7 separate regions of the Mus musculus genome follow, and all the other regions are linked to region 1. Evidence: chromatin contacts called from public ChIA-PET, Hi-C, HiChIP or PLAC-seq and promoter capture Hi-C data. All regions are on one chromosome and are shown on one strand. The core of a region is the stretch at or near the end of the contact, and the rest is flanking DNA. Distances in the headings are between cores, read along the strand shown. Region 1 holds the start of Ahcyl2 (S-adenosylhomocysteine hydrolase-like 2). Region 2 holds the start of Ccdc136 (coiled-coil domain containing 136). Region 3 overlaps Nrf1 (nuclear respiratory factor 1). Region 4 overlaps Nrf1 (nuclear respiratory factor 1). Region 5 holds the start of Flnc (filamin C, gamma). Region 6 overlaps Nrf1 (nuclear respiratory factor 1). Region 7 holds the start of Atp6v1f (ATPase, H+ transporting, lysosomal V1 subunit F).

Region 1 (4,366 bases), core at 1,385-3,884:
TCTGCAATCTCAGTAGCAGAATGCTGAAGCAGGAAGATGTTAGAGGCCAGCCTCAGCTCCATAGCTCCAGGCAGCCTGGGCTACAGATTGACACCCTAATGAGACAAGAGGAAGGGAAGAGGGAGTAAGAAACAGGGAGGGGAGAGGAAAAGAGGGAGCCAAGCCGAGCTCAGCAGTGCCCTTCCTTCTGCCACACAGCTGCAGGACTTTACCTGCTGACAGTGCAGCAGGTAACACAGGCTTCTGGTGGGATTATAATTGCCAGGCAAGCTCAGCCCTGTCTTCATAGCCTTGAGGCTGCTGAGTAAATCAAGAATCATGGAACATGATTTTGATACTTAAAAAGCCAGGAAGAAGGTGGCTCAGCAACAAGGAAAGTGTCCAAGAAGCACATTTAGAATTCAATAACAGACTCTGGGGTACTGGCCTGTGGTTCTTTTTTTTTTTTCTTTTTTTTTAATTCTTTATACAGAATCTATTGAACTACTACTAATATGTGTATTTTTTTCAGAGAAGGTCACAGTGACATATACTTAAGCAATGAGAAGTGAAATAATAAATTTTAATAAGTTATTGTTTAAGATCCTACTGTAGGTACCAAGTTCTATGTGATGACCATAAACATTTTTAATCTTTAATCATAATTAGTACCCCCATTTTATTGGAGAAATTACCTTATAGACTTATTCAAAAGTTAAATCTGGGGAAGGGAGTACTATGTTCAAACTTAGGTCTGCACCTAAGTATAAACTTCACTCTAAAAGTAAATTGTTAAACATTTTACCCTTAAAAGAACTAAATTACAAACTTTAGGGAAAAAAAAAAAACAGTCACAAGAAAAAGATTTGGCCAAAGCTACAAACCATCTTAACAAGTGAGAAATAGGCTTTGGATTTCCTAATTTTGACCTAAGTACTTCCAGCACTAGCCCAGGCTGCATCTTTTAAGTGTAATTCCTCCATTTAACTATAATTGCATGGAGAGGGGAGGACAACACACCAAACTGCAAAGGACACAGCATGCCCTAAAGCACTGTTAAATTCCTTCAGTCTTGCCTCTGACATCATTTAGCACTACCAAATGAAAAAGTTAACTGCCCTAAGTCATGAGGTAATTACAACAAAATGTTTTGCTGGAGCCAAGGTTCACCTAAACTCTACATAGTAAACCCAATGTACACTTCATATCTTTTTTTACTGTTGTTCTGACGGAACAAAATGCACCCATTATAATGGGAAAAAACGTAAATCATTGTGTTCATACTGTTCCCAAGAAATGAAAGCCACATTTTTTTTTAGATGATCCACAGATCTTGTCTTTTACCTCTTGTGCTGACATCAATAAATGGGAGAAAAAACGAGGGGAGTGGGTAAAGGGTATAGCCAATATATAAATAATTCGGGGGTACCATCATTACACGTTTCTATTTATGAAGGAAGCCGACAGCCCCAAACGATTACTTTCCTCAAAGTAGCAAGCATTTCTTCCTAACACTTTCTGCTCACGATAAAGATATGAATAAAATAAGCATTCTCTTCAGGTACAATCTGGTAATCCTAGAGACCAGCCCTCTTCAGGGTGAATGAAGCATCTTTCCATTACCGGTCTACAATCGCAGTACAAGAGAATTGCAATGGCTAGAAAGGAAGGGCACAGATCAGTACTACCCTGTGGAGAGCTGTTGGCCACAGAAAGGCAGAAAGTCATCATCTGTACAGAAGCCAGGCAACTCAGAGGGTTTCCCGAGCTCTCATGAGAGAGAGCTAACTACAGCTTCCTCGTTCTCCAAGGAAAAAGATCTTGCTATCCTTATCGCTGGAGGGAAGGTTTTTCTATGCCACCGAACAGTCCGGAAAATTACACGCGGGAGTGTGCTGGAGGCGCCGGGTGTAGTAGTAGGTGCTTCTCCTCCCCCTGCCTCGTTCAAGTAGTAGTGAAGGGCGCTACCTCCATGTTATTAGTAAAGTACGCCCGTGGTACCTAGAGGCTTCGCTTCGCAGCGGAGCACCGGGTGGCGGCCGCTCTAAGAGCGGGTTCAAGGGTGGGAGAAGACTCTCGGCTCCACGATCTAGAGGGTGTGGAACCGGGTGCCGCCGTGCCCTGAAGGGCCGCCACTCCCGTGCCCGCCCTCCCCGCCTCTCCGAGAAGCGAGGCAGCCCGACCCCAGTACCTTCTTGACCGTGCGCGGCGCCTCGGTGACCGTGCCGTCGGGGCTGACCAAGGCCTCGCCGCCGTCGCGATGCCGCTGGTGCTGGTGATGAGGGTCGCTCCGCTTCATGGCGGACGCTTGAGGGACCTTCCCGGCCGCAGGGCTCAGAGCCGCGGTGGGCCCCGAGCCCGGGCCGGGGGCCGGGGGCCGCTCCGCCGCGGGAGCCGGAGCTGGAGCCTCTGGGTCCCCGCCACCCGCTGGGGGTACCATGGCGCCCACGGCCGCCGCGCTCAGTCCCAACTGGGGCTCCGCCTCGGAGGGGCTCAGATCCTTCAGCTCCACCTCAGGCACCTTGGCGGCTGCCGCTGCTGACACAACCTGCACCGACATCACCGCCTCCACTGCAACCGCCGACTCTGACTCTCGCACCAGCTCCCACTCGGCCCCGCCTCCCGCCTCCCTTCCCCTTCCCTCCCCCATACCCCCACTCCTCCCCTCCATCGCCTCCGCTCCCACCCCCTTCCTCCGCCCGCCCGCTCGCTCGCCGCCAGCCCGGCCTCTCGAGCCTCGCCCCACCCCTGTCTGACTCACGCGCGAGGCGCCACAGAACCTGTAGTGCGCTTGCTCCGGGTTGCACGCGACTAGAAGACCGTGGGACCTCAGCAACCAACTTGCACTGCGCTCGCCTCGCGGGGGGGTGGGTGGGGGATAGGCCGCAGAGTCCCCTGGGAGTTGTAGTCCTTTCGTCCCTCCTCCGGAAAGTAGTTTTTGATGGAGAGGGAACTCCCAGGACAGCGACTAACAGAAAAGTATAAAAACGGATGACGCGACGGAATAGATGAGGAGAATGTCTCCAGAGGGGTTGTGGTTTCCGGAAAGGAATGCCAGAAACCCCAGGGAAAGTGGGGGGCAAGAATGACTCGCTCCCCTGACGGCGTGAATTTCCTCCGGAGTGTGCGCATGTGTGCTATCACGTGGGCGGCCTTTAAAGGAAAAGCGGCAGGTCAGGTGAGATGAATTCCGGCTCCAGGCTAGAAGGCATGGGGTTTCTCCATTCCGTTCCGAGCCTTTCTTCAGTGGGTTGGTTTCTAGAAGAAAAGAAATAAGCCATTTCCTGCTGTCATGCTTTCTGGCGTACTCTTGAATTAAGTAACTAAAATCAAATCCCCAAAGAAAGAAATCTCGTCAGGGTATGGTGGAGTACGCAGTAATAATTTGAACATCTGAAGTGTATGCGTCACCAGTGATAATAGTTCGAGGCCAGCTGAGCTATGAAGCAAGGCCCTGTCTTTAAAAAAAAAAAAAAAAAAGTTAATTCTACCGCACACATGTAATTAAAGGACCAGAAAAGAACTGGGAATCTACCCTGGGCCCTCTAAATGAGCAACAAATTCAATTAACTTTTGACCAGATCACCAGCTGCCAGTTTTATTTTTAATAACAAAAATAAAATAAAATTGCGTACCATTTGGTCATAGTGGTAAGCCCAACACTCAGGAGACAGAGACCTGAGAATCAGAAATGTGTTGAGGTTAGCTTTGACTGCTTAGCCAAAGCCTGTCACAAAAAGAAGAAACTTACCTGAAAGTAATGTTCTACTGATGATAGAATTTTTTTTCTTTTAAGAAGAGTTCTCCAATAGTCTTTTAATGATAAAAGGAAATAAATGCTTATAATTTTAAAAATCAGACTAAAAGCCAGGCGGTGGTGGCATAAGCCTTTAATCCCAGCACTTGGGAGGCAGAGGCAGGCAGCCTGGTCTACAGAGCAATTTCCAGGACAGCCAGGACTACACAGAGATACCCTGGCGGGGAAGGGGAAGGGGCATATAACAACATCAAGATGGCTTATCAGTTAAGAGCATCTGCTGCTCTTCCAGAGGTCTGGAGTTCAAGTCCCAGCAACCACATGGTGGCTCACAACCAACTATAGTGGTGATCTGATGCCCTCTTCTGACCTGCAGATGTACAAGCAGTTAGAGCACACATATACATTACAGAAAGAGGGAGGAAGGAAGTTAGACTAAAAAGTAGGAGACAACACCATACTTTCTAGGGATTTGAGAGTTGGCTCAAAATTTATGAGCCCTTGCTGTAATTTGTTCCCAACAACTACATTGGGCAACTCACAACCACCTGCAACTCCAGCTCCAGGGGGTGTGACACCCTCTTGTCCTACAGACACACACATATGCATAAGCTTAAAAATTATTTTAGT
Region 2 (4,366 bases), core at 874-3,373, 370 kb after region 1:
TCAAATATCTTTTTGAGGTTTTTCTACACCTGTTGTTTCCCTGTTGGGTACCACAAGGATCATCTCTTTCCTTCTGACCCAAGTTGATGTTGAGAGTTGTCAGGCTGAACTCATCTCAAAGAAAGTCTGCCATCTTAACACACTCTTCTAAACCACTCATTTATTTATTTACTGCATACGGGTGCTCTCCCTGCATGTGTGTCTGTCCATCATGGGAGGGCAATGCCCTTTCAGGTCAGAAGAGGGTATTAGAGCTTCTAAGACTGGAGTCACAGACAGCTGTGGGCTGCGATGTGGGTGCCGGGAACTGATCAATTGCTAAGCCATCTCTCCAGTCCTGTTGACACATTTGAAAAACTAATTTGGTACTGGTCCTCATGTTCAGACTCCTGAACACCTTTTTTTTCTCCTTCTTCTTCTTCACTGCAATGCAATCTTGTCTTGGTAGGGATTGCTTTGTTTTTAATCCTGGGTCTCTGGCCTTCCTTCCCTTTTCTAACACCAACAGCATACGGTTCATCTGAGACCCCTTATGTCATCTAGTCTCTAGGGAAGGCCTGTGCTGAACTACAGAGGGGCCTGGGGACACTTCACAAGAAGTCCTGGATAATGTGTTGGTACTGCCTGCCCTGTTACACGCGAGTGCTGTTGGGAAATAGACTCCATCTAGCCCTCTCCTAAGCACGTTCTTACTAAAGCTGCAGGGTTCCATTCAGAGTTGACGGTGGTGGCATCAGATAGACAGTTCTCATGCCCATGTCCTGGCTTTTAAAAATAAGAGACAGCTTGGGATCTGGGTCAGCAGGCAGTGAGAAGAACAAGCCCCCTGCCGAAAGCCTGTTTCCAGGCTGGGTTGAGCAGGGCCTCTCTCTGTCTGGCAGCTTCCCGGGACACACAACCTGGTTAGCTGGGTGATTGGCGCCCCAAAGGGATGTGCCCAAACTTCCCACAATGCCTGAGCCCAGGGGAGGCTTGGAGCTCAGCCACCAGGGAGGAGGGGCCTGAGATGAAGTGAGGGGAGGGCCCTGTTCTGGCTCAGAGTTCTGGGGTCAGGGAAGGAAGAAGGGAGCTACGGAGTAGGGCGATAGAAAGCCTTTTTCAGAAAACTCACCGTCCATAGCTTGCATCCCACGGCGCTCCAGAGACCCCCAGCGTTGGCCTTTCTTCCTCTCACAACCCTCAGATACCTCATAGGAGCCTAAAGTGGTTACTGTGGGTCCTGTGAGCCGGGAGAAAGTAAGAACTGTAGGAATAGAGGGGCCTGGGGCTGAGGGGAAAGAAAGGGACGTGCATTCTTATATGGGAGCCCCGGAATTTGCAATCACACTGGAGAAGCCTGACTCACTCTGCCCAGCTCTGTGATTCTATTCCCTCAGCCACCTCTCATGCCTATGGAGGGGACCCCAGTCCGGCGCGGCCCAACCTCAGCACCCCTGTTCCCGGCTCCTCTCCCTCGCTCAGACAGAAGAGGGTGAGTGTTTGTTTAGCTTGGGGCATAAGAAGAGGGGTAGGGTGGGAACTAGGAAAGAAGGTTTTGGGAGGATCCTATATAGCAAAGCAGAGAAGGGAGGGGTGGCCGGCTCAGGAGAGGAGAGAAGGGGCTCTAAACTAGGCCGTTTCTCTTTCTCTCCCCTTCCCTCCCTCACCAAACCTCGCCCACCCCACCCTCTCCCGGTGGTCAAGAGCTTTGATGAACTAGAAGGGTGCAGGCTCTAGAGACAACTCCCCCGCCCCCCTCGTGAGCTGGAAACACAATCGGGCTGGAGAGACTAACTGGGGAGCGCTTGGGGAGTGACCGCTGGGAAGGGACAACCCAGGTCGAAAGATGGAGAGCAGTATCCGGTGGAGGCCAGGGTGAAGGGAGCCGACTCAGTACCAGGAGCACCTGGGGGTCAGAAGGAAGGAGAGCCGTAGGGGGAAGGAGCATAGGGAGCTGAGAGAGAGGCCGCTCTGACCTGGGCCAGGGCAGCTCCAGCCCGCGGCTCCCGCGCCGGCCCCGCCGCCTGCCTCCATGGCTGCTCCCGCCGCCGCCGCCGCCTCCCGAGCAGAAGCCGCAGCCTCCGGGCCGGGGACCGGGAGCCCGGTGCGCAGGGAGGAGAGAGGGCGGGCCGAGAGGGCGGGGCCTGGCCTGGCCACCTGACGCGAGTGCCCGCCTGTGGCCGCCCGGAAACCCTCCCCCAGTCCCCGGCTCCAGACCCAGTGAGGACCAGCAAAAGAGGTTCAAAACACGTCACTAAAGTGCCCCAGGCTCGTCCGAGGCAGCTTCAGGTCTGCTGCGCCTGAAAAGCGGACGTGAGCTACCGGGTCTTGAGGATGCGCCCAAGGAGTGCTAGCATGGCTTGGTTCTGGCTGCAGAACCCACCCTGGGTCCGCCACGCCTAGGGACCTCAGGGGCTAGTCTTGACGGATGATAGAACCGGGGGGGGGGTGGGGGTGGGGGGGGATGGACTGTTTCCTGCAGATGCGCAAACACACGCGCACTTCCTTGGTTCCCACACAGAGCCAGCGTCCCCATCCCCGCAGTCCACAGAACCCATCCCTCCGGGTAGCCTCAAGCGCCCCAGAGCTACTGCAGGGCTGGCGGATAGTTGAGACCTGCATGTGCCAAGTGCTAGGTGGTGGTACATCACTGCTTTCCCCGAAATCCCACCCAGCCAGAGCTCTCCTCCCAGTGTACCAAGTCCCTCTTTCTTCCCAGCCCTTTGAGCCACGCCCTCTGTGACCTGTGCAGTGTGGGCATCATTGATGTTCCCTGTAACAAGAAATGTGGGAAACCACGAAGCTTTTTTTCAACTTTTCATCTATTTATTCAAGAGATGAACTTGGTCTTGAGGCAGATTTGACATCTCAGCAGGTCTCATTTAGGTCAGAAGTGGATACTCAGGAATCTGCTCCCCGAGTTATAATCGTGGAGAGATTTCTAAGCTTGGTACCTCACACCAGTTCTTTCTCATGTATTCTCACTCCTAAAGTTTGGGCATGGCTTGGCTGGGTTCAACTCCCCAGGCTACTGGGCTCTCAAGCCCTCCATGTTCCTCAGGAATGAAGCAATTCCCTGCACATCTCAGGCTTATCAGTAATTTCAGCATTGTGTTGAGAGTTACTCTCCAGACACCCCATCCCTTCCTTTTTTTAGACTCTCCTGCTGTGCTCTTCTGACCCTCTGGGCAGCATCAGAGTATTGCCTGCTGTTAAGGTTGGGAAGTATCCTAGTTATCTTTGTATCTTCAGTATCAAAGTACCTGACTCATGGAGTAAATGAGTAACATGGAGCTTCCGACTAAGTTAACAACGCCTTCATCATTTATCCCAGATTTTTAACTCATGAATTTAAACTCACGTTCCCTATTAACAATGATGTCTGCCAGGCAGTGATGGCTCACACCTTTAATCCCAGCACCTGGGAGTCAGAGGCAGGCGGATCTATATGATTTAGAAGCCAGCCTGGTCTACCGAGTTAGTTCCAGGACAGCCAAGGCTACACAGAGAAACCCTGTCTCAAAAACCAAAAACCAACAAAACAAAAAAGTCCAGAAGTCAGTAGTAATTCCTCCCCCCGACCCCCAGCCTGATAATCAGAAAAATGAAGAATTATTTGTTTTCACCTTCTCCCCAGAGGTCAAGCTCCCACTTTAGACCCATGGCTACAGTGATCCAGCCACAGAGAAGAGCTTCCGGGCAAGCTTACTATTTTGCAGATCATCAAGCCAGACTTGGGTAGCAAGGTACAATATTTAGAGATGATGAAATGAGCTCTCATGGGGGGAGCTAAAGGGAAGTGTTCTGGAAGCTCAGTGGTTCTGCCCAGCGCAGCAGCCTCCAGTTCTGTCTCAGCAGCAGGTCAGGCTAGCAGTTGGCAGTGGGTGAACAGAAAGACAGTCGCCATGGTCAGTTGTGACATTCAGGAGTCAGAGCTCTCTCTAGGAGAGCCTGGATCTTGAGCATTAGGACTAAGCTGGTTCCTGGGTGCAGGTGATCCATCACTCACCATTGATCTCAGGGAATGCTCAAGGGAGACTAGAACCAGTCTATTAGTGGGAGGCAAACCCTATTCAGATCAGCATGGGGTTGAGATGAGGGTGAAGTTAGGGAGCAGAAGGGAAGAAAGAGCTTAGCAGCTATGGGGGGCAGGGCTGTCAGGGATGTGTCTGAAGGGCAGGCATGGCAGGTGTGTCCCCCAGGTGATCAGCTGAGAGGGATGATCTGGGTTAATCCTCCTGTAACCCCAGGGTTTAAGACTCAGCCTTACCCCCAATCCCATCCCAGGAGATCATCCCCTCTGAGGACTGATGCAGCCATTTATCCCCCTTTACCCTTATTTCTAGACGCTCAGAGTAACCATTAAAGCATTTTTAAAAGGAGCATT
Region 3 (4,366 bases), core at 557-3,056, 370 kb before region 1:
GGTGAGCCAATCTGATAGCACAGCTTTTGTTGCGTTGCTTGGAGCCAATGGCTCAATTCCAATACTTAGACCCCTTTAGTGATTCTCAAATCCAATTGCTAGCTTAACAACAGCAAAGATTTTTTTTTAAATCAATTTCACTTTGAAAACCCTATTTAGGCTCTGAAAATCTCTAAATTAGGGCCCTTCTGATAATGAAGATTTGGTGTAATTATAATGTCACAGGCAATTGTGCTGACAAAGCAAAACCAGCCATGTCTAGTTACTGGGCCTTTGCTCTCAACCTGACCAAAAAAAGGAAGAAAAAAAAGCAGCTTTGTCAGGAGCAGATGTGTGGGGGGAGGCCCAGGAAAGCAGATCTACTGAATGGAGCAGGTGCCACTTAGACATTCACTTTACCCACTCCAAGCACAACCTCCCCTTCATTTGATACCCTACTCCTGGCAGGAGACGGAGAGCATCGCACAGAAAGGAAGCATGCTTATCCTGTTCAGATTACTTCTTCTAGGCTGCTGCTGCTGGGCTCTGCACATTTGCTCTTTATTAAGCAAATGGTATAGCTGGATGCAGGGAAGTGAATCCTGTATTTACACAGGTAACATGAGAGTCAGAAGGCCCCAAAGCATCCAGGCTGTGATGTGCACGTTATTAGAGTTAGTAACAGAATGCTGACATTCCTTCAAAATCCTAACAGAAGCATAAACTAAAAGAGGAAAGTCCTCTTTTACTCAAGACTTTAAAAACTTTCTTCTCCCAAAGCTTGCCCTGTTATGATGTGGGTCCCTGTGTGAACAGAAGTTAAGGACCCTTTAACATGCCTAACTATGCCTGCAAGAATGTGGGAAACACCAACAAGTGTTTTCCAAGCATAAATTGAACAGTAAGTAATGACTCCAGTTAAATTTGTTCAACTGTCTCTAGATTTGGCATAAAAAAAAATCTATTTGCAAGAGTGTTGACTTTAATGATAGGCACCAGGATTCTGATTTGGTTACAAGGAGCTGGAATCATGAGAAACTGTAGTCTGCCTTTCCTATACAGAGAGACTTGGGAACCAACGAAGAGGACAATAATATACAGAAGCACATGTTGGCCTGAAGGGCACTGGGGTGCAGTGGTCAGTGACACCCACCTGCCAGATGATAAGGACTATCTTGAAGTCTCTGCTCAGGACGGACCTGGTCTAGGGAATGACTCCCCACAAGCAGAGAATTCCTGACCACTAAAGAGCAGAAGAGGCACGCCAAGCTGGCTGGCTGATGCGTGCTAATTCCTTTTGTGATGTCGAGGACCAAATGATAGGTATCTAGCTTTTTAATGGGTAACAACAGCTAAGTACTACATTTGAAGGCCATAGCACAGCTCTGATGAGCCCTTAAAGACAAAAGGCCCAATGGTCTAACATTTATTAGGAAGCCCTCAGTGTCCATTTGTAGCTTCTCATCTTTAAGACAAAGATGAGAGTCAGTTTCTCTCTCATTCTCCTTCTCTCCCCTTCCCTTCCCCATTCCTCTATGTCCTTCCTCTCCTCCTTTCTTTCCTTCCCCATTCCCTTATGTTCTAACACTTTCTAGTAGGGTCTTGCTGTGCATCCATCCCAGGCAGGTCCAAAACTTGCTATGTGGTTACACTGGCCTCACACTTCTGAGCCCCTGTCCCAGCTTCCACGGTGCTGGAATTACAAGTAGGACACCATGCCACCCTAAAAGATATGCTAAGCCCCTACGCTGGGACAGGAGACCTTGCAAAAGGTACTGCTACTTCTGAAGGTGTCTCACACACTACCTAAGTAAGGAACTAGGGAAGGGTATTGTAGAAACCTTCCAGCTGTGGGGCTGTAACTGAGAGGAAGGCCTGGGACCTCTGGAGGATATGAACTTCCTCAAGTAGACTCTTGTTTCCTTCTCATTTCCTGTGAGGTTTTGTCTAAAGATAACAGTTGTTAATTGGCAAAATGGTAAATGGTGGCTGGGTGTCCCCAACACTAACAGAGCATGACAAGGCAGTTTCTGCTGCCCTTGATGTCATTGTTATCCCCCCCACCCCCACCCCTACGGGAGAAAGTGAAGCCGGGGAAACTGCTGCCTCCTACAGAGGCTACTGTGGATTTCAGAGTCACTCAGAATGGTGAAGGAGAGGCTTCCGGATTGAAGACTCCTAATAGTCCCTTTCTTCTCTCAGGCCATCGAAAGGCAGGGAATGAGGAGCACCCACGAGGTGGAGGACTGAAGGGATTTTTTGCGCGACATAACAGAGTCCACAGCACAGCTTCATCCTCCTATTTCTTAGCAGCATCTGTGTTTGTGGTGCCATCTGGAATTCATCTAGGAGCAATGGCTACTTTCTGATTCCTGACCTTCCGGGCTTTCCATACTTGGTTCTGGGTACCTGGCTACAGGGATCGATACATACAAGGAAGAACCTGCACTTGTGTGAGGAGTCCATGCAGAAATATGCTAGTGGTCTGTGTGGTGAATAAACAGAGGGGAAGGGGGTTCTAGGTGCCGTCACTGCCTCCTGTCTCAGGGTCTCCACTCAGGACTCCACTGTCCTTGAAAGCCCTCCTGCCTTGCTGTTTACAGCCTGTAGCTTCATGTAGTCACATGGGTGGCTCTTCATCAAAGCCATGATGTGTAAGAGCTGAGGAGGTAGGAGGCAAAGCCCCTAAGGTCTGGATGGCCTCCCTGCTAGGAGAAGGCCTTGGTATTTTTGCTATATATATTGTCCTAAAGAAACTTCTCCAGTGATGGCAATGTACTACTGGATTTATTGTAGACTTACAGGCTAGTCTAGTGGTCACTAGGTATATGCTCTTATTTGAATTTAATGGTGAAGAAACTATGATTAAAGATTCAGGATATCAGACCACAAATGACCATTTACCACTTCAAATATGATTACCGTAACTGAGTAAATGTCTTAAATTTTAGTTATAATCTACTTTCATTTGAATGGCTACCTATAGAAAACAGCTATCACATTGAATAGAACATTTTTGTGTGTGTGTGCTATTTTTTTTCGAGACAGGGTTTCTCTGTGTAGCCCCGGCTGGCCTTGAATTTAGAAATCTCCTGCCTCTGCCTCTCCAGTGCTGGGATCAAAGGCGTGCACCACCACACCTGGCTGGATAGTACTTTTTTTTTTTTAAAGATTTGTTTTTTTATTATATGTAACTACACCGGAGCTGTCGTCAGACACCCCAGCAGAGGACATCAGATCTCCTTACGGATGGTTGTGAGCCACCATGTGGTTGCTGGGAATTGAACTCGGGACCTCTGGAAGAGCAGTCAGTGCTCTTAACTGCTGAGCCATCTCTTCAGCCCCTGGACAGTACATTTTTAATTATCTTTTGTTCTGTTTTGAAGAGACACTCAGTACACTGTTCAACCTGACCCTGATACTTGGGATTATGTGGCCCTTCACCTCAGAGTCTGCTTCTGCTCCTGACTGGGTCAATTCTAGACGCTAGGTTTGATACTATGGACTTATTTGTCTCTGCTAAGGTTTTTTGTTTGTTGTTTTTGTGATTCTTGTGGCAAAATCAAAGTGGCTCTTTCTCTGACTAGGCTTACCTGGCAAACCTCCTCAGTTTAAAGAGTCTCCTCTTTAGAGAAAGTACCCAAGGAGCTGAAGGGGTCTGCAACCCTATAGGTGGAACAACAATATGAACTAACCAGTACCCCCAGAGCTGTGTCTCTAGCTGTATATGTAGCAGAGGATGACCTAGTCGGCCATCACTGGGAGGAGAGGCCCTTGGACTTGCGAAGATCATCTGCCCCAGTACAGGGGAATGCTAGGGCCAGGAATCGGGAGTGGGTGGGTTGGGGAGCAGGGCGGTGGCAGGGAGGCGGGGTGGTGGTGGTATAGGGGGCTTTGGGGATAGCATTTGAAATGTAAAAAAAAAAAAAGTCTCCTCTTTAGTTGACTTAAGTGGGGAAAACCTGTGTGTAAACCAGCTGACATCTTGGCGGGCTATGGAGGCCACAATGGCAGTGCTCTCCTGCTGCACTCATGTCTTGTTTCATAAAAGGAGACCTTAGCCGGTGTGTGCAGGTGCTCTGGGATCTCCAGTGCACCAGCTGCATTAGGAATAGATCTGTAGTGGCTTTCTCTTGCAGAAAAGATGGTGACCTGGCTTGGTCTGAATGACATCCCAGGGCCTTTACTCTCAGACATCACCAATGGGGCCAGTGGAAAAGAGGGCCATTGCCTTCTAGGAAGCCCACAGCAACTACAATGATACTCTGTGGGGCCTTGACGATAAGGCAGTAGCATGCAAATGCTGGGATTCAAGGCTGGTGTACAGCATTTGTCACATTTGGATCAGGTATGAATGGTATATAAAATATAATTTCACCTTTTTGAT
Region 4 (4,366 bases), core at 1,254-3,753, 330 kb before region 1:
ACAGTGGGTGGGGCTGGTTCCCTTAGCCACTGCAGAACTCCAAGAACAAATACTCCTCCAAGTAGAAGGAGAAAATACCCGCTGGCCCCAAAGACACCACATTGAACAGAATCAAACGAAAAGATGATGAAATTTTAGGTAACAGCAGTAGGAAGGAGCCAGTGGGAGAAGTCCACTGCTTCTCAGTTAAAAGTCACGTTTTCTCAAGCTACAGAGATCTTTTACCAGTTCCAGGTATAATATAAATAACATTCATTACTCTGCATTTCCCATGTCCCCATCTAATGACAGTTAACTGTTAAAATCACTTTCCAGATTGGAGGGCTTATGTCTCTAAACTCTAATGCATTTGAAAATGCTTTTGTGTGTGTGTGTGTACCATAAAGACAAAAGATCCAACTGCTTAAGAGAGAGGCTGGACTGAAAAGAATGAGTGTGAAAAGTACCATTACCAGCAAGGCCCAAGGTCAGGGAGCCCCATCGTCACCCTCTCCTCCACCTTGAGGTAATGGTTGGACACAGTGGTGAACTTCAAAGCAATGGTGCTGCTCTGTGTGTTGGTCCAGGTCTGAACCTGGCTCATCCATTGTAGTGAAACCCATCTTAAGACAGCAGAACCTTCCAGAGCCGCAGCACAGCGCATATGCACATTCTTCCAACATAAGCAAGAGTAGGCAAACACTGACTCCACCATCAATAATGGGTTTATTCACTTAGAAGAATACACAAGGGGAATGAGAATGTGTCTAGGGATAATAAAGCTAGGAATTATGGAAATATAACTAGATGGGATAGGAAATTAACTTGTTTTTAGGCCTTAAGGCATTCTCTTGGGGATGGGGAAAAATTTTTGGCAAGAAGTTCCAACCATGTTTTCTGTTCTGTGAACTTACTGCCTTACTGGGGGGTCTCATTGTGAGGCACCAAAGAGAAAGATCCCATATTGTACTTCACTGACCTCAACAGTAGTAACCAGTCTAGTTCCAAAGCTATAGAATCCTCCAGATAGGAGAGCCAAGGGGATGAGACAAAAATAGTCCAAACACTAGACTCACTATAAAAAAAGACTAACTCAAAGTTGGGAAACACTGGGCTATTACTATTCTATTAGTCAGTATCCAGTAAGCCTTTTCATGGATCAGGAAAAAAGTCAGATTCTGGTATTTTGTTAGACTTATCAATGCTATACAATTCCTTAACAATACTGATTAAAAGAATGCTGATAGAATTATGTTTTGTAGTAATTTACAACAAAATAATTCCAGGTTAATGCAGCACTCCCACCTAAGCTAGCTTAGTAAAGTATATATACTTCTTCAAATCAGAAGGCTGGTGTTTCAATTCTACCTGGCCTCTCAATTCGGAGATGCCCTCCCCACTCTTCACCCCAAAACCTAACTCTAAAACTGCTAGTCAGCCTCCTCACTTCTTTGCTTCTACCAAATTCTTTTCTGCTTCTTATCCTAAGTGTTCATTTTTCAAAGTCCAACTCAATTTCCACATGTGCTCCGAAAAACCTTAGCAAGTGTTCCTGTCTTAGTTATCTTCCCGCTTTAAATTCTTAGTGTCGAATATATTATTATCCCCAGAATACACTGTGCACACCAATACCTGACCCTGCTGAGCAGAGCAACCTTTCCTTCCCATCTTCCTTCCTTCCTTCCTCTTGGTTTTACAAGACAGGGTTTCTTTGAGACATTCTGGCTGTAGACCAGAATAGCCTCAAACTCAGAAATCTGCCTGCTCTGCCTCCCAAAAAACCCTTTCTTTTTAATATGTATCATGAAATATATCATGTATTCAGACACAGGGAGGTAGGTACATTATCAAATACTCTTATGAATATCAAGGATAGAAGGTTAGGTTTAGTACATTTACAAAGATCATTTGAATTCTAGAAACAGATTTACTTTTGAAAATTTAGAAACTGGCCTTCTGGTCAGGTTGAAGAAAGAAAAAGAAAAAGTCTTGGACTAGATATTATGATTTTTCTGAATTTCTGAAGCTTTCTAGATGTAAGGAGTCTTTGGAAATTTGCATCAAAGACCTTTTTAAAAACTTACCCCTATCCCATGTAGACTACAGCTTGTCATCTGAAGCATAAAGGAGAGCTGGGGATTCAAACTCGGGCCCTCAGGCTTGCTTTACCAACTGAGCAACAACCTCCCCGTCTCACAGCTACTACATGGAAAGCATTGGCCTACATTTTATACAAGTGAAGCTCTTTTTAAAACCCTATATAAACAAATGAAGGACAGTCCACTGATCTATCAGGGAGAGCATTGAAATAAATAAAGACAGTCAGATGACTTGTAGGAAGCTGGCGCTAACTCCAGCGCTCCCTCTGCCCCGTGGTTGTGAGTGTGCTCACTGGGCCCTAGCAAATACTATAGGCTCCAATTTTTGACTGAAGAGTTTTATCTTCAAAAGCCCTGGAAAACCTCTTGAGAAGTTTTCACTTTGTTATCAAGAAAATATTTCAGGCTACTCCTGTCAAGCTCAAGAAAGCCAATGGCTTGCACAGAGCCCTGTGCTGGCCCTCAGAGCACAGCAGCCCGTGAGTTAGCTCCACCTCTGCCTGAGCTCAGGGTTCTTTATGCTATTTCCCCTGAACAGTTTTTTTTTTTTTTTTTTTTTCTGTTTGTTTTTCCAGACAGGGTTTCTCTGTGTAGCCCTGGCTGTCCTGGAACTCACTCTGTAGACCAGGCTGGCCTCGAACTCAGAAATCCGCCTGCCTCTGCTTCCGAGTGTGGGATTAAAGGCGTGAGACACCACGCCCGGCTGCAAAGGGATTTTTAAATATCCAAATACATGGTTAATAAAATGCTTCCAATTTGGCTTATAAAATTAACATCCTGGAGTCATCTAGTGTTTTGCTTCAGATATAAATCAAAATTTCACATTGGTTCTTTTTTTTTTTTTTTAAAGATGTCTAATTTAGCTTTTTTAAAAAGATGTATAATTTAGCTCAAGATGGCCTTGGAACCAGCCAGATAACCTTGAATACCTGATCCTCCTGCCTCTGCCTCCTACCTGCTGAGACTACAGGCATGTACCACAATTAGTAAGGTCCTTAGGATGAACACAACACTTCATGCACATTAGGCAAGGGCTCTACCAGCTGGGCTATATCCTCAGCCCTGCACTGGCTTCTTCAGTAAAATAGTCTCTCTCTCTTTTTTTTTTTTAAACTGCATCTGGTGGGGTACAATACATTGTTTTAGTAAGTAAAAACAGTAATGATTCTTTAAAATATTATGTATACTCAGAGCAGAAGAGCTCTGGCCACCAAGTCAAACATCAAGCTAGGTTCAACAAAAGCCTCCCACTGCTCGCTGCTCTCAGCTGACAAAAGAGGACCACTAACAAGGCATCTTTCTGACCACTGCATGGGGCTGATCTTATCTGTTTCCATCTGCAAAAACTGTCTCCTCCTTCCATCCAGAGTACTGACCTGCAAAGAAGAAAGGCCAAAGTCTACACAAAGCAGAGGGCCTCTGGGCACTGCTCAGATCTTACTTACCACATTCTCCAAAGGTGCTGCGCCAAACACCTTGAAGACAGGGTTGGGTTTGGAGGGTGAGATGCAGAGTACAATCGCTTGCTGTCCCACTCGCGTCGTGTACTCATCCAACGTGGCTCTGAGTTTCCTGAACAGAACGGAAACAAGGTTACTGTGACAGAGGATGCATGCCCCAATGGAAGCGGAGCAAACTCCCTGTGGGTGGAGACAATTTTGATCGGACGTCTTCTGAAATATGACAATGGGAAGGAGAGGTAAGTATGGAAGTCTACCAGAGGAAGTGTGCACACTACACCACCATGCCTAGCTACAGCTTTGTACTGTATTGTGACAGAGACACAGTCCTACTGAGCTTTAACTGTCAACTTGACACAGACTGAGAAGGCAGACTCACTGAGCAATTGGTGAGATTAGACTGGCCTGTGGGCATGTCTGCGAGAGATTTGTCTTGACTGCACATTGATATAGGAGCACCCAGGCCATGGTGGGCAGCACTATTCTTTGGACAGGTGGTCCTGTGCTGCGTCAGAAAGCTAGTTAAAAGTATAAGCCTGTAAGTGTACTTTGGTACACACCTTTAATTCCAGCACTTGGGAAACAGACAGGCAATCTTTGTCAATTCAAAGCCAACCTGGTCTATGTGGTGAGTTACCACATAGCAAAAAATAATAAAAATGAAAAATGCAAATACCAAGATTGCAAGACAAAATCCATATCGCCTAGAAGGGAACAAGCAAGGAGCATTCCTCCAAGGTTTCTGCCAGGCTCGGCTCTGATGACCTTGACCTGACTTAAGCCCTTTCTTCCCCCCAGTTGCTTTTGGTCAGAGTATTTATCACAAAA
Region 5 (4,366 bases), core at 1,343-3,842, 340 kb after region 1:
AACTAGAGTAAGTTGAATGGTCCCTCCTTGGGACACTCCCTTTCTGTCGCCTAGGGACCTCTGGCTGGCGTTTGTGCCCCTTCCCTCCAGCCTCGGCCCCAGCCCCAGCTCAGTTACTGAATTGCTGACAGCTTATCTCATCAGCACAGGGAGAACCACTTGGCCCAAACCCGGCACAATTCCCCTTCCTCTCAGCGGGAACCTTGGAGCTTCCCTCCCGCCCCCAAACCAGCCCCGGCTTCTTCCCCCATCTACTCTGAGCCGGCCCCCTTGCAGCAGAGCCAAGGGGGCTGGAGCCAGGCACCACCATGGGGGGAGGGGAGAGGTGCACAGGGGAAGGATGAGGCCTGGAGAGGGGCCCACCGCCCCCGCAGCCAGCAGGGAAGGGAGGCTGAGCCACTTCCTATAATGTCTTCACAGAGGCTGCAAACTTTCCCTTGGAGACCCCACCTGGGACAGTCAGTCCCGCCTTTCAGATCCCAGCGTGAAGGGAGGGGTAGGTGGGGAGCAGCCCCCCCCCCTCCAGGGCTGGCTTATCTTCAGCCCCTCAGCTCCACACCCACCCAACACCCTCCTAATTTCTAGCTCCACCACTTACACCAGGGCCCCCTCCCCCACCCCTTGTCCTCAGGCTTGTCCTTCTGGAAAGCTCAGAGACATCTGCTGTGTCACGGAGACAGGGCTATTTCCAGGCCAGAGCAGGAGGGTGGGGTGTGTGTGTGTGTGTGTGTGTGTGTGTGTGTGTGTGTGTAGGGGGGGGGGGTTAGTACTGGGACTGGAAGAGGTAAGGCCCAGGAAGAAGCCTGAACAGGGCAAAGGGCCCCGGACTGATCTCAGCTGCTAATTCCGGAGACCTGGAGATGGCCATGAGGGAGACTAGGGAGGGGGCAGATACCTAGTTAAATATTGAAGTCTCTGGGGGCAGCTTGTAGTGGTGGGCATCACCTGGTTCCATATACAGTTCCCTTCCAGGGTCTGGGGTGCATCCTCCCAGGGGGGTCCTTCTAGTACATCCCAGAAGGGCTCTAAGAGTTCACCCAAGACGCAAACTGGAAACCTTGGTCCTAGCGGGATAGGGCTGTGAAAAGTAAGGTATCTTCTTGCCACTCAAAACCCACCCTGGGCTTCTGGACTCTCTAGACTCCTGCGCCTCCCTACCCCCACTCAGAACTGACACACCTTCCAAATCTGGTTACACTCAATGACTTCCTCTCTTCCTCAGCCTTCCCCTCCCTCCAGGGCAGCTTGACCCTTAGCTGTAGCCAATCCCAGGCCAGGTGGTGGGTTGGAACAGGGCATGGACAGGCAGGAGTCCCCCTCCCAGACGACCTAAACGACCAGGGCAATCAGGGGTTAAAGCTCCCAGGACGTTGCTCAGTGCCTTTTTAGGTTTCTGAGGCCGGGTTCTGTTTGCTCTAGTCCGGCCAGATCCCAGATGGGGAGCACATGCCTGCCAAGCGCATCAGCGAGCTTCAGGCCACTAGTCTCCCTGGCCTCAGGGCCCTGAGAACCCAGAGACGACTGGAACCTGTCTTAAGACTGCTTTTGCCCAGCGACGAAGGCGATGGGAAGCCATTTGCTTTCATGTGGGTGGCGGGATACGCCCCCAAGGAATTAGCACTGGGCACCAGCCCTGTCCTCGCAAGCATGTGCAAGCAAGGGTGGCCCGGTGGAAGGAAAAGAGGGGACTTTGGGCAGGTCGGTAGGAGTGTGTGTAGGGAGGCTGAAGCTAAGATGTTTGGACAACTTCGGAAGGGAACTTCTCAGGGGTGCCACCTGTCCTAGAGGGGTATCTGGGCTCCAGCCTGTACTGGCGAGGGAGAAATCAGACCAGGCAAGGGAAAGGTTTTCTGTTCCGGATCTCAGTACCCGCACCTATGTGACCTGTTCCTACCCCCGCTGTGACCGTTCCCTGTGACCCCCGCACTGACCGATGGACACGAGCTTGATGTGTTCCCGCTCCAGGAACTCCAGGGCCACAGACACATTTTCCAGCTTCATTTGGCGGAAGTTGGGGCGCGGGTGGAACTTGCGGTACATGCGCTTCTGGCTGAGCACTTCGAGCAGCGCGATGAGGCGCAGCCCGTCGCTGAGGTCTCGCTGCAGGTCGGTCAGGCGCTTGCCCACACACTTGAGATGCTCGTTGCACCACCGCGTGAATGTGTTCTGCTGGATCTTCTTCCACGGTGCGTCCTCCGCTAGGTCCTTCTCCGTGGACGGCATCTCGTCCGCCTCGTCAACCAGGCCGAGGCCGGAGGCGTCCGAATAGTTGCTGTTGTTCATCATGGTGGCGCGGCGGGGGGCCGGGGGAGTACGGCCTGGGGATCGGGCTGTGGGTGCTGTCGGGGCGGGACGCGGGGACACCGAGTTCTCGGAGACTTCGTTAGCGCTCTGGGCGGCGGGGCTCGCTGGCCTCTTGGGCTGAGCTGCTGGGCTGTCCGGCTAGGGCTCTCTCTCTCTCCCGGGGCGGAGCGGTGCTCGGGAAGTGCGGGCCGGGCCGGGGCAGTGGGTTTAAGAAGCCCCCGGGCTGCCGACCCCCCCGCCGCGCCCGCAGCCCCAGGGTCCACGTCAGAGCGCCGGCCTCCCAGGAATGCCGCCCGGCCCGCGGGTGGGGGCCGCGCTGAGCCCCACGGCCCCGCCTCCGCCCGCCCCTCCTCCACGCAGTCCTCAGCAGGAGCGGGGATGGGGTGGGGGCGCTGGCCCTGAGCTTCCCCATGCACACTGTACACCCCAACCTAGTCTTAGCCATTTAGGGATGAGGGACACTCCTTCCACACTCAGATTGGGTTAAAGAAAGTAATGGGGAAACTGAGGCAGTGGTTAGGGCTAGACAAACTGATCTGGTGTTGACAGAACTTTCTGGAGTTGGTGACAAGGCTGTTGACACAGCCTAGGAGTCCTGGCTTCTAGCCTGGTTGTATTGTCCACCTGTGAAGAACTCAGAAAGGAAATTGTGTGTGTGTGTGTGTGTGTGTGAGAGAGAGAGAGAGAGAGAGAGAGAGAGAGAGAGAGAGAGAGAGAGAGAGAACACCAGAAGGAGCAGGGACATTGACCAGGAGAGACTGAGTTCAAGGGGGCTCCATGACTTTTGCCACTTTACAAGAAAAAAATGCTTAAACCGTTATTTGGAATCCAAACCCAGGGCCACAGGGAAACCAAGGCTCCTGACCTGACTCAGTGTCCCTGGTCATTAGCCCATTTAGACTCACTGGCTCAGAATGAAGCTGAGCTCAGAACAAGGGTACCCAGTGAGTCACTTTGTGTGCGCCCCCCCCCCCCCCGTGACTCAACCAAGTTGATGAGAGGACAAAAGGGCTGCCCAGGTAGTACCAGGGAGCCCCCTGGGCAATGTGCCCACATGAGCCACAGGGCAGATCTTCCCAGGGAAAGTAGAAGTGTGCCAAATAGCAGGAAGAGCCCTGGCAGAGCAGCCAAGGGAAATGTGACTGGGGCAAGTGGGCAGGGCCAGGGGCAAAGCGGGCAGGAAGGGAGGCAGGCTAGAAGCCTAGGCAGGATTGGGTTGAGGGCAAGCCCAATAAGGTGAGAGACATGGGAAATGTTCACAACAGAGAAACTGAGGCAATCCAAGCTGCCTGCCACACACAAGGGAAGGACCTACAAATGAATTTACATCGCAAGGAGAGGTCAGATGTGTGTCCACTGCTTCCCCATCCTTCGAGACTAAGTAAGCTTAGCTTTGAAGGAAGACAGTCCTTAATTCAAGCCATGTGACCGCTGAGGCTTGGGTAAATCATTTTACCTTATTTCCCTCCTCGCAGTCATAATGAAAGGAAAGGCAATAATAAAGCATCTTTGGGAGCTCTTTCCTCAAGGGCAGACGACAGCGGTGCCCACTATGGACTTGGAAAGGAGTTGGGGGAGGCGGAGCTTATGGTGAAGCTCCCAGCAATCATTTCTTTTTCCTTCTCACCTAAGGAGAAGGCCTGGTCCTTAGGAGGGAGGGGGAGGGCAGAAAGGGCCAGGAGCAGAAAAGAGCCCTGTGGTGCATGGTGTGTGGAGCAGGGGTGTCTCTGGAGGCCCTGATAGTGACAGGAGAGGTATAAATAGCTAGTGCCCCGCAGCTCATGTTCGTTGGCTGCCTGTGACAAGGCGCTTAGGAATTCCACTCTCCTGTTGGCAGCCCCCTCCTTGTCTCCCAAACTGTCATTCTCCCAGAGCGCTACCTTCACCCCTCAGCCAAAACCCCCAGCAGGCACCAGCACTGTCTATTTGAAAGACACAGCTCTCCTGTGGAGGGATGCCTAGCTCTGGATACAGAGCTGGATCACGCAAGCAAAGTTGTGTGTGTGTGTGTGTGTGTGTGTGTGTGTGTGTGTATGAAGACAGACTTTTGACAGCCCACTTG
Region 6 (4,366 bases), core at 1,047-3,546, 300 kb before region 1:
ACTGTTCAAGCTGCCCCTGCAGTCACCCATCTCCAAGGCCTAGCAACTGTCCTGTTCCTCCCAGCCTTAGCCCACTCCAACCACCACTGTCTCACAAGGATAGCTACTTTGAGGATGGATACCTAAAAATGAGGCCTCTCATCCAAACAAACAAATGTGACTGGCACACACCTGTGAACCCAACATTTAGGAGAGAGAGGCAAGAGAATCACTCTAAGATTTAGACTAGTTTGGCGTACACAGCAAGTTCTACACCAGCTGAGACTGCATGAGACCCTGTTTCCAAAAACAAAAACAAACTGAAGATGGCTCATTAAGAGCCCCCGTTAAGAGCACTCACTGTTCTTGTAGAGGACACAGGTTTGATTCCCAGAATCCACAAGGTAGCTCACAATCTTCTCTTACTCTAACCCAAACCCAGTGCTCTCTTCTGGCCTTTGTGGGTACTGCAACACAGGGTGGCAACACACTCATACATTTAAAATAAAAGTAATCAACTTTTTTTTAAAAGGGAAGAAGAGCTAGGTGTTGGTGGCACACACCTTTAATCCCAGCACTTAGACGGCACAGGCATGAAAGCCCTCTATGAGTTCAACACCATGGTCTACAGAGCTAATTCTAGGACAGCCAAGGCTACACAAAGAAACACTGTCTTTAAAGAGCACTGATTGTTCTTCCAGAGGTCCTGAGTTCAGTTCCCAGCAACCACATGGTGGCTCACAACCATTTGTAATGGGGTCTGATGCCCTCTTCTGGTGTGTCTTAAGACAGCTATAGTGTACTCATATACATAAAACCAATCAATAAAAAAACAAACAAACAAACAAACAAAAAGGGGGTGGGGATACAAAAGACATGAAGCTGTTTTTTTTTTTCTAATAAATATTTTGGCTCACAATTTTTATTTGTAATCATACCAATATGAAAAAAAATTTAACTGATTTATATTTTATGAAGGACAGATGAGGGCATCAGATCTCCTCCATTATAAGAGGAGTTGTGAGCTAACACCTGGGTGCTGGGAAGCAAACACAGCTACTCTAGAGGAGTAGAAGTGTACCACTTTACCTAGAATTCTTAAATGCCCTGCAGATTATTGTTTTTTTTAAATCTAGGAACAAGGAAACAGAAACTAACATGTAAAAACAGGGACCAGCCACCAACTTACAGTATGTACTGAACACTTGAACCCTGTCTTCTCCTCTCCCACATGAACATATACACATACAGAGGGCCTGCATGACTGCAAGCAGCAAAAAGTGTGCGGAAGAGGAGAGGATAGGAAGGACTGCTGGAATCATAGGCTTTGCAAAGGCCTTTGGACTTCACTGACAGAGAAGCTCTCTGAAATGTGTATACAGGAGATGTAGGGGAGCAGCGGGGTCCAGGATGCTGACATTCCAAGCAGAGAAACATCACCTTTGGAGCACCCAATGGGTTTGGCTCTGGGAGTCTTAGACACCAGGCAAAATCACCCGTTGTTATTCTAACTGCTCAGTGGCACCTAATAGGAAAGAGCTCTTCCTAATACAAGAATGAACAAAGGTACAGAGAAATTTCTACTACTACACGTTTTAAGACTGCTTGCAATTTACAAGATTTATTTATAAAGTGAGATAAGAAGAGGGGCTGGATACATGGATCATCAGTCAAGAGTGCATACTGCTCTTGCAAAAGACCCAAGTTCTGTCCCCAGTACCTACAACAGGAACTTACAACCACCTGTAATTACAAAGATTTGACTGTTGCCTCTAGCACCTGCAGAGACAGCTGTATTTGAAAGCATATACCCAAACACATGCATATATACGTATTGAATATCCAACCATATAAAATAGCAAATCTTTTCTTAAAATGAGGTGAGAAGACTATACTAAACATTAGTTTCCTTAAAAGCTAGTAAGCAGTACCATATATACTGAGAACAATGTATTCTGGTCTACTATTACAGGTCTGCAGTGACTGCAGGCACTCCTCAAAGTCCCAGCCTTTGCTAATGAAGATGAGGCGCTGAATCGTTATGTGGGGTTTTGCAACGGTCTAGTTGGTACAGAAAGGGGAGGACTGAGGCTGGAGGCAAGCTGGTCAAGTGACTAGTTCAAGGATCCTCGGGGATCCTGGAGCATTAATTAATTAAGACAATGAGGACAGAGTTGGGTGTGGTGACCCATGCCTTGAACTCTAGCACTGAGGAGGCAGAGGCAGATCTCTGTAACCTGGAGACTAGCCTGATCTACACTGCCAGCTCAGGCCAGGAAGAGCTACACAGGGAAACCCTGTCTAAAAATGTAAAACCAAACCCAACAAGAAGCCCCAAGATGTGAGTGCTGACCACAGGGACTTAGAGAAGAGGCAGATGTGTGAAGGTGAGGAAAGTCAAGACTGCACTCCTTCTGGCTGGGTTAGTGTGATTCTCAGGCAGACTACAAACAAGAAAGGTAAACAGAGGTTGTGGAGGAAGATAGTAGCTTTCTGAAGGCACTGTCACAAAAGACTCAGATTTGAAACTTGGGGGAAGTCTGTAATGAAGGTAGAAGTTCTGGACTCATCAGCAGAAGCTGGTAAACGAAGCAGAGAACATGAACAAAACTGAGAATAAAAATCAAACAAGATGATAAAAGAAGAAACTCCAACCACAGGGCTCACATCCTCAGAACACTTGGGATGCTGAGGCAGGAGGACTGCCAAGGGCTCCAGGCCAGCCTGGGCTCAAGAACGATTGATACCTACTTCAAAAAACAAACAAATAAAATAAAATAAGTAAAATAAAAATTGAGAAAACAAGACTCTAAAAGCCAAGTGTGGGTGAATATGCCTTTAATCTCATCACCCAAAAGGCAGAGGCATTCAAATCTCTGTGAATGTAAGACCATCCTGGTCTATTTGGTGAGTTCCAGACCAGCCAGGGCTACATAGTGACCTCTTCTCAGAAATAAAATAGAATAAAAATTAAACCAAACCAAGTAAGTAAATAGTGGGCTGGAGAGATGGCTCAGAGGTTAAGAGCACTCCAGAGATCCTGAGTTCAATTCCCAGCAACTACATGGTAGCTCACAGCCATCTGTAATGGGATCCGATGCCCTCTTCTGGTGTGTCTGAAGAAATGTACTCATACACATAAAATAAGTAATTCTTTAAAAAAAAAGGGTAAATAGCAAAAAAACTTGGGGGACAATTAAGAGGTCATTAAAAGGTAAGAAAAAAATATGTAAAAGGAAAATGAGAAGCAGAAGACAATAGTGTAGTATTGCAAAGCCAAAAGGCAAGAGATCAACATATCCGAGTTCCATAAAGGAAATAAAGAACAGTAACTTACCAAAGTTTCATACATTCACTAACACTGATGTGAACCAACCTGCCCCTGACCTCTTGGCTTTCACCTTACAGAGGCAGAGGCTAGCAATAAACACATACAATAATTTTAGGTACAGTTAAGTACCAAGAAGAAAAGTAATAATATTTTTTTTTCTTGGTTTTTCAAGACAGGGTTTCTCTGTATAGCCCTGGCTGTCCTGGAACTCACTCTGTAGACTAGGTTGGCCTCGAACTCAGAAATCTGCCTGCCTCTGCCTCCCAAGTGCTGGGATCAAAGGTGTGCGCCACCACTGCCCGGCGATTTATTTTTATACATAAGTACACTGTAGCTGTCTTCAGACGCACCAGAAGAGGTCGTCAGATCTCATTACAGATGGTTGTGAGCCACCATGTGGTTGCTGGAATTTGAACTCAGGACCTTTGGAAGAGCAGTCCGTGCTCTTACCTGCTGAGCCATCTCTCCAGCCCAAAAAGTAATAATAAAACAAAAAAGCAAGTGAGAGCAGAGAGTGTTGTGTGATGCTCAAACAATGTCCCTCCTCCAGCTCTCCATTTTTCTGTATGTTATGCATGTGTTTGAGGGGTGTGTGCACGTGTGCATGTGTATGTGCACGTGCCCCTGGAGGGCCAAGTTCAATGTCTTTTTTTAAAATATTTATTTATTATATGTAAATACACTGTAATGTGTCTTCAGACACTCCAGAAGAGAGCATCAGATTTCGTTATGGATGGTTGTGAGCTACCATATGGTTGCTGGGATTTGAACTCAGGACCTTTGGAAGAGCAGTCGGCACTCTTAATCACTGAGCCAGCTCACCAGCCCCCAAGTCCAAGGTCTTAACTCATCTTCTGATTGTTCTCACCCCTTATTCACTGAGGCAGAGTCTATCAAACTCATAGCTTGGAGGTCTGACTAGTCTCACCAGCCAGCTTGCATTGGGCACTCCTTGTCTCCAGTTGTCTTCCTTTCCTTTCCTTTCCTTTCCTTTCCTTTCCTTTCCTTTCCTTTCCTTTTCTCTGTGTAGCTCTGGCTGTCCTGGAACTCACTCTA
Region 7 (4,366 bases), core at 1,398-3,897, 300 kb after region 1:
CTTTCTCTACCCAGCCTAGACCTGAACAACCGAACCCCAACAGCTTACGAGCCACTCAGTGAAGAGGAAGGGAGGGGCTGGAAACCAAGGCTTGACACTTAAATAGAGCATGGCAAACCAGGAGAGGCCTGGTGATGAGGAGGGCTGAGGGCTGAGCAGCCCTAGCGCAGGTCTTCAGCGGTGAACATGCCCTTGGCCCTGCGCAGGATGGAGTCTTTGGCTGCATCGTAGGGATGCTCCTTGGACGGGATCTCCAGGACAGCTGGAATGGACCTCTGGTGGGCATCCAGGGCGTGCCGAACCATCTCTGCGATGTACTGGTTGATGAGAATGATGCCAATGTCATCCCTGTTTAGAAATTGCCTGTTGGGGGAGAAGAAGAGGAATTGACAGTGGCCGGAGGTATAAGGCCTTCAGCCTTCTCTTTTCTTGGATGAAGCAACTACACATAGGAGCTCAGAACCACACAGCTCAGGGTTGGAGTCCACACATCAGCTCGTGGAGGGAACTGGTAATGAAGACCAGGGTGCAAGTCAGTGTGTTCTTTAAGCTGCCCCTGTGGAGGAGAGGCAGAGGAGAGAGAAATAGGAGCCCCTCTGTGTCTGCATGAAAGTCTAGAAACACAAGAGCCTTATTAACAAAACAAACCACCACCCACCACCACAAAAAAAAAAATGGAGGAGGAGGAGGAAGAGGAAGAAGAGGAGGAGGAGGAAGAGAAGAGAAGAGAAGAGAAGAGAAGAGAAGAGAAGAGAAGAGAAGAAAGAAAAAGACTAAATGGTAGTGGAGTTCAAGGCCAGCTTGGTCTGCAGAGCTAATTCCAGGACAGTCAGGGAGGGCTACACAAACCCTGTCTTGTAAAACAAAACAAAATTTTCTTATTGATAGAGGTTGAAAGGGTGGGGGTGGCAGGGTGATTCCTTACTGTATACCTTTTGCTTTTTAGTAAATTTTTGAGATAGGGTAAATGAGACCACTGGATGCCTCACATCTATACTGATTAGGGCAGGGGGTGGGCCAGGAGGACATCTGCTGTAAGCCAAAGGCAAGATGGAAAGAGGAAACTCAGCAATGAAGGAATCACCATTTCCAGACAGATACTGTCATTCTGGCCTTCCTCGCATGTGATCACCTCCACACACAGACATGCACACCCATTCAGCTAAGTATTTACTCATTAAAAGTCATTCACTGGGCACCTACTTTGTGTCGAGCATGGAGTAGATTTGGCTTGGTGATTTTAGGACCCCTTCCTGTTGGAAACATGGTAAATCCTTGGAAGTAAGATCTGTCCTCCAGTGGCAATGGAGGTCACTTTACTGGTTTGCTAAGAGATCAGTCTCCCAGGTCAGAGCCTGCCACGCTCCAGGCTGTGGGAACTAGTCTCAGCCAGCATCCCTGGACTGGGCTATTTAGGGGAAACAGGTGAGGGCAGTTTATTCCTGAGATTTGGCATAGTAATTCTAGAAAAGGAATGAGGAAAAAAAATAGAGAGTTGGCACCCTCAATTCTAGTCAACAGTGCACTTTCTGGCTTAAAAGGAATGCCTGCACCCAGTTTTAAAAACTACGACCCAGGGTATGATGTGAAGATCTGAAGTACAAAGTCTTTGGGGAAGGCCATACTTCCCAGATGTTTTGCTTATTGTGCGCAAGACAAATGGAAGCCCCATGGCAGACTGCAGGGAGCTGAATAAACAGAGTGGGTAGTAACTTAGAAGACACAGGTAAAGCTGCTTGTTATCCAAGCCCTGTTACTTGAGTTCAATCCTCAAAGCCCATGGAAAGAAAACTGACTCCACAAGTTGTCTTCTGACCTCCATGTGTGCACACCTACCCACGGACACACACAAACGCCGTAATTAAAAAGAAAGAGTTGACCTGGGTTCTGCCTCCTATGGCTAATGTGCCTGTGCCCTAACCAATTGTCCTTTATTTTTCTCACTAGTAACTGGGAATAACCAGTACCTTACAGGACAATTGTAAGCCTCTAAGATAAATGAAGCGTATACACACACACACACACACACACACACACACACACACGCGCCCACTGTCCGGACCTACGCTGGAGGTGGTTAGTTTTCTTAGTCGAAAAGACTAAGGTTCAGAGAATACGCTACAGAGACCCCGGAAGAGGGCTGAACAAGCCGGTCAGCACTGGCAAGAGGCTCCAGGCGTCCAATTACAGCTGGTGCAGACCATAAGCTCCACTCCCCTCCTAAACTGACACACAATCATGTGATGGGGAAAGTTCGTGGACCTGCGGTAGGCCGGACCCCACTGAGCCCCAAAAGGGAACTTAGATGGCGGAGGCCCCTGCTCAGGGTGGACAGACGACTTCCGGGACCATCCCGGTCCCCATCACCACGTGACACCCAGGTTATCAGGCCACCAATTCTCCCCGTGCTTGTAGCAAGCGGAAGGACCCATTTAGGCCTAACAGGCTACCGTACCTGAAAGTGTCTTCGATCTCATTGATGGTGGTATCCTTCTCCACTACCAGGAAATTAGGGTGGCGGTTCTTGTTTAGCTCCCCTATGCCGCCCAACAGGAAACCAGTCACCGTGTCCTCGTCTCCAATCACCGCGATTAGCTTACCTCTGCCCGCCATCCTGTCCGCCGGGCAGAGCGCTTCCCAAACACCTGTGATGCCCCGCCCCCGCAGAGACCCCGCCCTTCAGTCATGCGCAGTTCCCCGCCTCCCGGGCATGCGCATTTAGCAGGAACTCCGCTTAATCTGCGTACTCTTGCGCCATAGAGGCCAGAAACACAAACCACAGAACTACGTCTCCCAGAAGGCTGAGCGTCACAGGCCTCTCTCTGGCATTCTGTCCTTAATTTCTTCTCTCTTGGAAGAAATGCCTTTTGAACCTAGTGTTATTAGAGACCGAGACTTTAGGGGACATACTTTTTTTTTCTTTCTTTTCAGTGTACGTTAGTTTGGTTTTGGCTTTTTTGAGACAGATGGTTACCTATCTCAGGCCGGACTTGAACTTGCAGTGTAGAAGAGGATAGATCCTATTGCTTCTACTTTCCGAATGCTGGTATTATAGGCCTGCGCCATTACACAAAACAGAACAGTGTGTGCTTGATTTGTTTGACTTAAAAAAAAAAAACATCTTTTTGTTGTTACATTTGTGATTTCGGAGGCAGGTGTAGTGTGGCAGTGGAGCAGGCCACAAGTTTGTGAGGTCATAATACACCCTATGAGAGTCACCTTGAGGTTCATCTGGTCAACCCAGTGCTTTTTTTTTTTTAAAGATAGGTCTCAGGGCTGGAAGATGGCTAGGTGGTTAAGAGCACTGACTGCTCTACTAGAGGTCCTGAGGTCAATTCCCAGCAACCACATGGTGGCTCACAACCATCTGAAGACAGTGTCAGTGTACCCACATATATGAAATAAATAAATCTTATAAAAAGATTTATCCAAATATTAGGATTAGGCCAAACTACCTACCCCCTTTTTTTGGTTTTATTTGGTAGTTTGTTTTTTGAAACCTGCTATATGTAGCCTTTTCTGGCCTGGAACTCAGAATGTAGACTAGGTTGGCCTTGAACTTGCAGCCAGTGGTCCTACTGCATCATCCTCCTGAATGCTGGGACTACAGAAATGCACCACTATTTCCTGTCCATTTGTTTGTTTCAACTCTTGCCTCAGTCTGGGATTACAGACATAGGCTACCATAACTGTCCAAGAACAGGTATTTCCTAGCTGGAAGGTCAAGGTCTGAATCGGTATGATGTACACATGCATGCTAACTATGACATGGCTAACAATTACTGAATATATATTAAATTACCAAAGAAATAGGCAAATGAATGATGACACTATGTAGTGCTGTAGAAACCAAGCAAGGCCTCATGTTAGTTCCTAAATTTAGATAATTGCATAGAAACAATCCTAGCACTTAGGAGGTTTGAAGCAAGAAGATTGGCACAAGCTCAAGGCCAGCTTGGGATATTGTCTTAGGAATGAGAGGGGCACCAGCACATGTGAAGAGGCACTGTGACCAGGGCAACTCTTAGAAAGGTTACATTTAATTGAGGCTGGCTTACAGATTCAGAGGTTCAGTCCATTATCATGGCAGGAAGCATGGCAGCTTGCAAGCAGACGTGGTCCTGGAGGAGCTGAGAGTTCTACATCTCAGTCCAAAGGCAGCCAGAACAAGAGTCTTGATCACATGGGCCAGACATGAGCATATATATGAGACTTCAAAGCCCCACCTCCACAGTGACACCCGTCCTCTAATAAGACCACACCTCCTCCAGTAAGGCCACACCTTCTAATAATGCCACTTCCCGTGGGCAAAACATATTCAGACCACCACAACTATATGTTAAGATTGTCCTGATGGCCCAGTGAG

The links. Promoter capture Hi-C pulls out the DNA fragments that hold promoters and counts their contacts. A called contact is a pair of places that touch in the nucleus more often than the background predicts. ChIA-PET counts read pairs in DNA pulled down with a chosen protein or histone mark. HiChIP or PLAC-seq counts read pairs in DNA pulled down with a chosen protein or histone mark.
Region 2: a Hi-C map of the N1E-115 cell line shows a contact between it and region 1, with 4 times the contacts expected there. The contact joins the promoter of Ccdc136 here to the promoter of Ahcyl2 in region 1. A contact is called at or near these places in 7 of 39 promoter capture datasets (the 3T3-L1 cell line, 3T3-L1-derived adipocytes, hippocampal neurons and 3 more) and 8 of 484 Hi-C or Micro-C datasets (the G1E-ER4 cell line, the N1E-115 cell line, adipose-derived mesenchymal stem cells and 4 more).
Region 3: a promoter capture Hi-C map of stem cell-derived epiblast-like cells shows a contact between it and region 1, with 2.1 times the contacts expected there. The contact joins the enhancer-like site here to the promoter of Ahcyl2 in region 1. A contact is called at or near these places in 5 of 39 promoter capture datasets (frontonasal cranial neural crest, hematopoietic stem and progenitor cells, maxillary cranial neural crest and 2 more) and 5 of 115 datasets of contacts at active chromatin or transcription factors (bone marrow-derived macrophages, embryonic limb bud, embryonic stem cells and 2 more).
Region 4: a promoter capture Hi-C map of frontonasal cranial neural crest shows a contact between it and region 1, with 3 times the contacts expected there. The contact joins the enhancer-like site here to the promoter of Ahcyl2 in region 1. A contact is called at or near these places in 7 of 39 promoter capture datasets (the C10 cell line, embryonic stem cells, frontonasal cranial neural crest and 3 more), 2 of 484 Hi-C or Micro-C datasets (the HPC-5 cell line and embryonic stem cells), 6 of 115 datasets of contacts at active chromatin or transcription factors (the SCID.adh cell line, astrocytes, bone marrow-derived macrophages and 3 more) and 1 of 9 other capture datasets (embryonic stem cells).
Region 5: a FOXA1 HiChIP or PLAC-seq map of pancreatic cancer cells shows a contact between it and region 1. The contact joins the promoter of Flnc here to the promoter of Ahcyl2 in region 1. A contact is called at or near these places in 3 of 39 promoter capture datasets (the 3T3-L1 cell line, liver and neutrophils) and 2 of 115 datasets of contacts at active chromatin or transcription factors (embryonic stem cells and pancreatic cancer cells).
Region 6: an RNA polymerase II ChIA-PET map of memory CD8 T cells shows a contact between it and region 1, with 3 times the contacts expected there. The contact joins the enhancer-like site here to the promoter of Ahcyl2 in region 1. A contact is called at or near these places in 5 of 39 promoter capture datasets (the 3T3-L1 cell line, the HPC-7 cell line, cranial neural crest and 1 more), 17 of 484 Hi-C or Micro-C datasets (the Ba/F3 cell line, the G1E-ER4 cell line, the HL-1 cell line and 12 more), 12 of 115 datasets of contacts at active chromatin or transcription factors (astrocytes, bone marrow-derived dendritic cells, bone marrow-derived macrophages and 8 more) and 3 of 9 other capture datasets (adipose tissue, embryonic stem cells and macrophages).
Region 7: a Hi-C map of natural killer cells shows a contact between it and region 1, with 4 times the contacts expected there. The contact joins the promoter of Atp6v1f here to the promoter of Ahcyl2 in region 1. A contact is called at or near these places in 1 of 39 promoter capture datasets (neural stem cells), 5 of 484 Hi-C or Micro-C datasets (CD4 T cells, CD8 T cells, embryonic stem cells and 2 more), 2 of 115 datasets of contacts at active chromatin or transcription factors (memory CD8 T cells and pancreatic cancer cells) and 2 of 9 other capture datasets (adipose tissue and pancreatic islet).

The regions. Positions count from the first base shown.
Region 1 is chr6:29,766,711-29,771,076 of GRCm38.p6, reverse strand. It overlaps Ahcyl2 (S-adenosylhomocysteine hydrolase-like 2), which reads right to left and starts at 2,634. Exons shown (of 17, transcript NM_001171000.2): 1 at 2,171-2,634. The coding sequence starts at 2,539.
Region 2 is chr6:29,394,332-29,398,697 of GRCm38.p6, reverse strand. Ccdc136 (coiled-coil domain containing 136) reads right to left here and starts at 2,123. Exons shown (of 18, transcript NM_001347071.1): 1 at 1,956-2,123; 2 at 1,112-1,219. The coding sequence starts at 2,013.
Region 3 is chr6:30,133,406-30,137,771 of GRCm38.p6, reverse strand. The region is part of intron 11 of Nrf1 (nuclear respiratory factor 1); the gene reads right to left. Among named protein-coding and RNA genes, the nearest start is that of Mir182, 30 kb to the left of the region's middle. Within about 2 kb of position 1,806, at least 30 of the 459 cell types and tissues checked have an H3K27ac peak or open chromatin away from gene starts, as enhancers often do. A contact at or near this core is called in bone marrow-derived macrophages, hematopoietic stem and progenitor cells and stem cell-derived epiblast-like cells, where this site is marked.
Region 4 is chr6:30,097,733-30,102,098 of GRCm38.p6, reverse strand. Nrf1 (nuclear respiratory factor 1) reads right to left here. Exons shown (of 12, transcript NM_001164226.1): 5 at 3,524-3,650. Among named protein-coding and RNA genes, the nearest start is that of Nrf1, 52 kb to the right of the region's middle. Within about 2 kb of position 2,503, at least 3 of the 459 cell types and tissues checked have an H3K27ac peak or open chromatin away from gene starts, as enhancers often do.
Region 5 is chr6:29,431,379-29,435,744 of GRCm38.p6, reverse strand. Flnc (filamin C, gamma) reads right to left here and starts at 2,592. Exons shown (of 48, transcript NM_001081185.2): 1 at 1,932-2,592. The coding sequence starts at 2,286.
Region 6 is chr6:30,068,736-30,073,101 of GRCm38.p6, reverse strand. All of the region lies in intron 1 of Nrf1 (nuclear respiratory factor 1), which reads right to left. Among named protein-coding and RNA genes, the nearest start is that of Nrf1, 23 kb to the right of the region's middle. Within about 2 kb of position 2,296, at least 5 of the 459 cell types and tissues checked have an H3K27ac peak or open chromatin away from gene starts, as enhancers often do. A contact at or near this core is called in memory CD8 T cells, where this site is marked.
Region 7 is chr6:29,466,064-29,470,429 of GRCm38.p6, reverse strand. It overlaps Atp6v1f (ATPase, H+ transporting, lysosomal V1 subunit F), which reads right to left and starts at 2,647. Exons shown (of 2, transcript NM_025381.2): 1 at 2,456-2,647; 2 at 1-363. The coding sequence starts at 2,613. The coding sequence ends at 162.